Regions from separate parts of the Mus musculus genome. Here region 2 is linked to region 1. The links are chromatin contacts, called in public promoter capture Hi-C maps. All regions are on one chromosome and are shown on one strand. Each heading gives the region's core, a stretch centred on a gene start, on an enhancer-like site or on the middle of the called end of the contact. The rest is flanking DNA. Distances are from core to core; before and after follow the strand shown. Region 1 holds the start of Olfr181 (olfactory receptor 181). Region 2 holds the start of Olfr195 (olfactory receptor 195).

Region 1 (3,771 bases), core at 584-3,083:
CACGAGGTCACCTGTACTTGAGAACAAAGCCATGGTCTGTAATTTTACATTTTTCAACTTGAGAGATTCTCATAACATTCTCCAGACAACATAATTTTAAGTATTGTATTATGGGATCAAAGTAATGTTGAAAATGAGCTATTTCTTTTATCTAGTGGGAATTTTTTTTTAAAAATCTACACAGAATCAGGATGAATTCGTAAAAAACAAGTTTCTTCAGTTTATATTTTTTCCAGATAAAGTGAATGTAGGATATTTTCAGGAAAATTTATTCTTTAAACATGATAAGAATATGTAGCCTCATTATATCTTCTTAGTTAAAAAGCACTTTTATACTCATCTTAACATAGTCAAATTCCCACTCTTTTGTTATCTGACCAGCTTCCAATGAAGTGACTGCTCAGTCATTATCTGGGGACCAGTTGGTCTAGTTTTAAACTTCTTGTAGGTATAATTAGCATGAAACTCCATGACAAAGTGTCTATTCCCAGTATGATTATTGCTCATTTTAAATATGTAATTTTTTTATATCTCTAAGTTGTTCAGAAGAAATCAATAGCTCCATTTTTTTTTGTTCTTTTTGCAGGATTTCTAGTTAGTCATTTAAATCTATAAAATGAGGTATTTCTAATCTGCTATGTTTTAGAATTTAATGATCACTCCAATTAGTGTATACTGTTATAGTGTGGACAACATAACACTGTAATGTTTCAATTGCAGAAACGTGTGAGCATTAAAGAATAATGTAATTATCTTAAGACACTAGAAGTACAACATTTTCGAGATGAGCATACAGTAGTCATTCTCCATACATTTTCATTTTTAAATTACTTCATTTTAATTAACTCATAGATACAACCATTGCACAGCTGGTTTAAGAACATTCAAGCCATTAATAAACCCAGACTCTGTGCATGCCATTGGCTTTCTATAGACTAGAATAACCAAACTGAAGCAATGGTGCTTAGGTTAGAATTTTACCCTTTCCAAAATGCATTTTTGTTAAAAATCACATTTTAATTAGTATTTAACTGACTTTTTATAAACTAAACTTAACATTATTTTTGCTACTCATTCACACATGATAAAGTTTTCTGTAGTTTTATACTAACATTTACTATATATTAAAATTTACTATAATTTTATACTCAAATGAAAAACTAGCAATTTTTATTTGAGATCTATAACATTTTATAATATCCCTTTGATTTAAACTATTATGAAAAGATATTTGAAGAACTATAAAATTACTATATTTTGTTTTTTTTTACCACAACATAATGAGAAATCAACTGGAAATATTTAGGTTTTATTATCAAAAGGTACCTATTATTTAGAGAATTTACTAGAACAAAACAAATAAAAACTCATTTTTTTCTTCTCCAGTATGAAATACAACTATTCTCCTAAATCAGACATCTATTCTACTATACATACCCAAATTATGACAGGGCCATTAATGTCTTACCTGGATATTTGCTAATAAACTGTAGTAATACAGTCTGATTACATCCTACAGATCCATTTTCTGAAATAACCCTGTTATTATGTTCCTTGTCACTCTATTCATCAGAAGAGAATTGGAGTGAATCTTTAGTACTGATAAAAAGTTTTTAAAAACTGATAAACTTTTGAACTCAGATTGACTGAATGATCCATTTACTATCTCTTTATATCTTGTCAGGATATGTTCAGTTGAGAGGCACATGAAAAGTAAGTAGATAAACTGTAGAAGCAATAAAAAACACTGAAGAGTTTTTCAGATCAGGATTGCTTCATGTTTCTAAGTAAATTAAAATCCACCCTCATATTTTGAGTTCACAGACACACATTTTATATGGCTGGCCTTCTACATGATCTTTCTCAGTTTTAAGCAATTAAGAATAAATAACAGGTCTTTAAAACACTGGGGAATAGATTTTGAAACTCTAGGACAATCTTTTTTTCACATGGGTCAGTGATGTTAGTTACAATAGCTTCAGGGCAGAATAAAGTTCTGTTGATTCTAAAGGGAGTTCATTGGCATTGACATTGGGTATTTCTGCAGGGAATCACTAGTGAATCAAACAATTAGAGATGGTCTGAAGATAAATGAGATTCTGAAAGTAATTCAAACACCTCTGACTACAGTTACCTTGTAGATGACCTTGGTTTGTCCCACACTCGAATATACCAGTAGAGAATTGGCAATGGATAAAAATATATCTATATGAATCTCATGAAGTTGCAAGCAGATTTAAAAAGGTCTGGTTTTGTTGGTCAGAGAGGGCAATCTGGTTCAATAAACTAAAATCAGATTCGTTCCATTTACCACCTACAGTGGCTGTATCCTATGGCTCCATTTTCTGAAACAACTTTGACATTAAGGGTCAGAAGATAACCAGAGGGAATTTGTAGTTAGTGAATGAAAATAGCATGTTTCTTTTCTGTCTCTTCCTGAGTTCTCCAACTAGAGGGTAAAATCATTTACATAATTCTTCATAATATAGAAAAATTATATTATATATTGAAAATGGAGTTATATCTTCTCTCAGGTGAAGGAAGGTAAGCACAGAATGGCAAGGGCTACGTGGCTTACTTGTGGAATCTAAAGACGGTGATGTCACAGAGGTGAGAGTAGAACGTGGTTACCAGAGGCTGGTAGCACAGGAGTATGGTATAGGTGGGGAAAGTTAGATCAATGGGCAATGAGTTAGATACGTGGGATCAGGGAGCTCTACTGTGCTATTGGTAAGTAGAGTCTATATAGATTACAATAATGTCCTTTAAGATTCAGAATGTGGGACAGAATTTGAATTTTTGGCAAATAGAAATGACAAATATCTTTAGGAAATCTCTTTAACTTAATTTAATCATTAAACATGTACTAGCAACTTCTTTGTACATGAATTGAAGCTTAAGCTGGTCCCACACTAATCATTTGTTTTATATGTTAATTAAATAAATAAATATTTGCCATATTGCCATATAGCTTTTCTACATCGTTTCTGGTAATTCTCTGCATGGTGAACAGTTGTGTGTTTCTAGTATTACTCATCCTCTATTGTAAAAAGAAGCTTCTCTGATGAGGGTTAGAGATGAAATAATTCATAGGCATAGGTTTAGCTGATAGATATAGGCTTGATGCGATGCCCATTTAATAGAGTGATAGCACTGAGCTCTTCACCATGATCTATAACCTAGCTGGCTTTCGTCCAATAACAGTGGGAGATATGAATCCTGTTTCATAGAACTGGTTTTAAATTCCATCAGGCAGTAGTTATTCCCATATCATTCATGCCACTGTTACACCAGAAGATGTCTTGCCAGGCCTGTTGTTCTAGCTTGTTGAGTTCACAGCTGGGTAAGATTCAATTAATTATTTTTCTTCTCAGGTAGTATAATAAAGCCTTCCAATACAAGTCAACTCAGTAGAGATGAAGTTTCCAAGTTAGTATTGGCTTTATTTCTCCATGTCCTATGACTTTAGTTCATATCTTCCTTGATAGAAGGGCCCATCATCAAGTTCTAAAATGTATGCAAGAACAATGCCAATGCTTTGCAATAATGGGGGATTTCTATGGAACTCTACTGACAAATACGTTGAAAAGTTAACCCATCCTTTCAATTTGATGGTGTCTGGTCAAATTAGCAAAGATCAAAAGAGAACATATGCTAACTAATGCTACAACATGGATGTGGGAAATGAAGAAAACAAACTCACTGTTCTTGGAAATGCAAACAGTTACAACTACTACGAGAATCAGTGTCTAGGCACCACAGAATGCCATA
Region 2 (3,771 bases), core at 779-3,278, 220 kb after region 1:
AGAAAATTTTAAGAGTTAGATCAGTTGCACGCAAATTAGCAAGATAATCTTCAAGCTGACTTTAGTAGAGAGCATGTTCTCATTGGGCAGTTTTAATTAATTTCAAATAGTTCATAATTGTTAGGACTTAAGATCTCTATAGAAACATATTGATGTCAGAGTTGGGAAATCCTCTTAGGATTTGACCAATGTCTTTAAGTTTGTAGTCCAGAGTACATAGCTATTATAGTGTATAATCTTCAATTTTTCCTCCCATTTGATCCAAGATCAAGGTACATAGGTATTCTTAAATTCTGAGACCTTCACTATTAAGCAAATATGAACTTTCAGAAAGCACAACTCAGTGAAATGCAGGTAAGAAAACTTTTTAACCTTGAGTACAGGTATGATAAATGTTTACCTTTCTATTTTTTAAATAAATGATCATTTTTTCTAGATTTTGACTCTTTTCTTGACTATTCCATCTTAAATTCATAGATATGTGGGACCAAGTTAAAGTTTAATGCTGTAGTCAGCCTTATTTTATGATTATAAAGTAGAATCCACAAATATATAGGTAAGATCACAAATGGATTAATTAAATAATTGAGGCATATATTAAGAGTACTTGTCAGTAATATCTTATATATGTCCTGAGATTATTTTTCAACAAGTGTATTTCTATTAACATCTCTCAATGTTTTGATTACCAAACAACAAAATCACTTTGGCCATAGAACTTATATTATTCAGTTTGTCACCCAATGTGTCCCAGTGAATCTCTAAGTATTGACAGTAGCATTCTAAGGCAAAATGAAACTTAGATTCAAAGTCTACAATTTAAGCTTTTTTTTTTTTAAAGATTTCAAACCATAAGTAAAGAAATGATCCTACCTTCATGGGGCTCTAATGTGCCATAGAACACTTGAGAGAGCATAATTTTCTAAAGAAATAAAATCAGAAAAGTCAGGGGAGTATATAAGAATCTCTCCTCCAAACACTTGATGACATATTTCACAGAAGTAGAATACACCTAAATTCAGAATGCATTCAATGTAGTAAAAGTGTTCAAATACATATAGAACAGATAAATTAATGTAGATCATACACAAGAAATTCTGACTTTTAGCTAACTCTGTGGCCCTAGTCTCTGATCCTTGGTATTTAGAAGATTAAGTCATGGGGACTGAAAATTGAAAGTTTATCTGAATTTCAGAAAACCTTCAAGGAAAGAGTAGTTAAAAATGACATTGTCTTAAAAATCAAAAATTAAAAAAAAATAATGGACTGGAAGATCAGCTCAGTGGTAGACAAGATAGGTATAACCATGATTACCAGCATATGTAAATTAACCTTACAAGCAAAAGAAGGAGTTAGATCTTTTAAAAAAAGTGATTAATTGAATAGAATCAGTATTTACAAAACTATGTATGAAAAGGGATGAAAGAAATTACAATCATTATTCTTTCAATTTTACTTTATATAGATATTTAGATATCTAAATTTAGATAATTAAATATCTATAATTTTCTTTAGAGATATGTATGCATTCATTGGTCCATAGTAGTCTTTGTGAAATTCATTAAAATAAATTTAATTTATAAACAAAATATGTTCAAGGAAATGTTTCTTTCCCACTGAATACATTAAAAAGTTTGTTAAATAAACATACAGTTATAGAAGTTTTTATTCTAAATTTATTTTGATGATCTTAACAAACCTGGCATGAAAATTATTTTAGAACAATAAAAGTCAAATATATGTACACTAATTTTCATGATATAGTTACATAAATGCATTAAAAATTTTTTCGACAAAAATAAGTTCCTTTTTACAATTATAAAAGTACACCTGTCAATTCTGAGTTAAAGTTAGAGATAATAGAGTCTAAAATTTTAAGAAATAAATACTTTCAACAAGCTTCATTCTAGAGAAAACAGCAGGTGCAGTGAGAAGAAAATTTCCTCTTATACAAAAATAGTAGGAAATTATCTTCTGACCATTACAATTCTATATCTTTGTGATTCCAGTGGCAACAGAGAAGGTGAGATGGCTGAGAACAACTATTCTGTGACAAATGAATTCATCCTGGTGGGGTTCTCAGATCACCCAGACTTGAAGACACCTCTGTTCCTGGTGTTCTCTGCCATCTATCTGGTCACCATGGTGGGGAATCTAGGGCTGGTGGCCTTGATCTATATGGAGCCTCGTCTCCACACACCCATGTACATCTTTCTGGGCAACCTGGCTCTGATGGACTCCTGCTGCTCTTGTGCCATCACTCCGAAGATGCTAGAGAACTTCTTTTCTGTGGACAGAAGGATTTCTCTCTATGAGTGCATGGTACAGTTCTATTTTCTCTGTCTTGCTGAAACTACAGACTGCTTTCTTCTGGCAGCAATGGCCTATGACCGCTATGTGGCCATATGCAACCCACTGCAGTACCACAGCATGATGTCCAAGAAGCTCTGCCTTCAAATGACCATGGGATCCTACATAGCAGGAAACCTGCATCCTATGATTGAAGTAGGGCTTTTGTTGAGGTTAACTTTCTGCAGGTCTCATGTAATCAAGCACTTTTTTTGTGATGTCCTTCCATTATACAGAATCTCCTGTACTGATCCAAATATCAATGAACTGATATTACTTGTCTTGGCAGGTTCAATTCAAGTCTTTACTATCTCCATAGTTCTAGTGTCTTACTCCTGTATCCTTTTCACTATATTCACAATGAAATCTAAAGAGGGTAGAGGCAAAGCCTTATCAACATGCGCTTCCCACTTTCTGTCTGTGTCAATATTCTATGGGTCTCTTCTCTTCATGTATGCTCAACCACATTCAGCCAATGAAGGAGACAAAGATATGCCAGTAGCTATTTTTTATACTCTTATAATTCCTTTGTTAAACCCTTTCATTTACAGTCTAAGAAATAAGGAAGTAATAAATGTAATGAAAAAAACTATGAAAAGGAGATAATCCTGCAACATTACAAAACAAGGATTATCTGATTTGGACAACTGATTTAAAGTTCAAAAAACCTTTTTCTAAACCCATAAATAATTAGAAAGTGGTGAAATGAAACTAAAATCTTGGCTAAATGTATAAATCATAAGAACACTTGAATAAAATTAGGTCATAATGAAGAAATTCTGTTAAAACATGCTTGAAATTCTTAGGAATAAATTAAAGAACTGTTGAAGTAATGGAATGTATCTAGTCACCGTTTATGAAAGATCTAATTAACTTTTGGAATAAAGTTAGTACCTCAAATGGTAATTTCCACTTATTATCACTAGCAAGTTTATCAATTTCAGATATTACAATTTCAAGAAAATTACAAGCTTTTTATTTATAATCTTATCATAGCATTGCCATCAAAGGAAGATAAACTTCATGGTTCAATTTGATTTTCAACTTGACATTTGATTTTAAGAGATTATATTTTAACATATACTCATACAAAATATTTACTTTCTAACAAGAATGTTTTCCCTTTTATTATTAGTCATTGTATGCTTACATTTTCTATAGTATATGTATAAGGCTTATCAATCTATACTTCAAAATGATGTTATTACAATGAAATATCTATATTTTAATTATTTTCCTTTATTTGATTATTTGTCCATTATATATAGCACTGCAACACCTAAGTGTATCCATTAAATCACTTTTTCTTCTCAGTGTTATTATCATTGATTATTGATTGTTAGGAATAACACCCTCACCAGTTCATAGGAAATCATTGATATGTTCGTCATTTAAAAAACAGTGAGATGTCAATCAAGCCAG

Evidence for each region. Capture Hi-C pulls out chosen DNA fragments and counts their contacts.
Region 2: a contact with region 1 is called in a promoter capture Hi-C map of liver, with 2.2 times the contacts expected there. The contact joins the promoter of Olfr195 here to the promoter of Olfr181 in region 1. A contact is called at or near these places in 7 of 39 promoter capture datasets (cranial neural crest, embryonic stem cells, frontonasal cranial neural crest and 4 more), 2 of 484 Hi-C or Micro-C datasets (transition I germ cells and undifferentiated spermatogonia) and 3 of 9 other capture datasets (adipose tissue, liver and pancreatic islet).

Annotation. Positions count from the first base shown.
Region 1 is chr16:58,926,811-58,930,581 of GRCm38.p6, forward strand. It overlaps Olfr181 (olfactory receptor 181), which reads right to left and starts at 1,834. Exons shown (of 2, transcript NM_146999.2): 1 at 1,469-1,834. It also overlaps a transcript of Olfr183 not described here.
Region 2 is chr16:59,146,824-59,150,594 of GRCm38.p6, forward strand. Olfr195 (olfactory receptor 195) reads left to right here and starts at 2,029. Exons shown (of 1, transcript NM_146998.1): 1 at 2,029-2,955. The coding sequence starts at 2,029. The coding sequence ends at 2,955.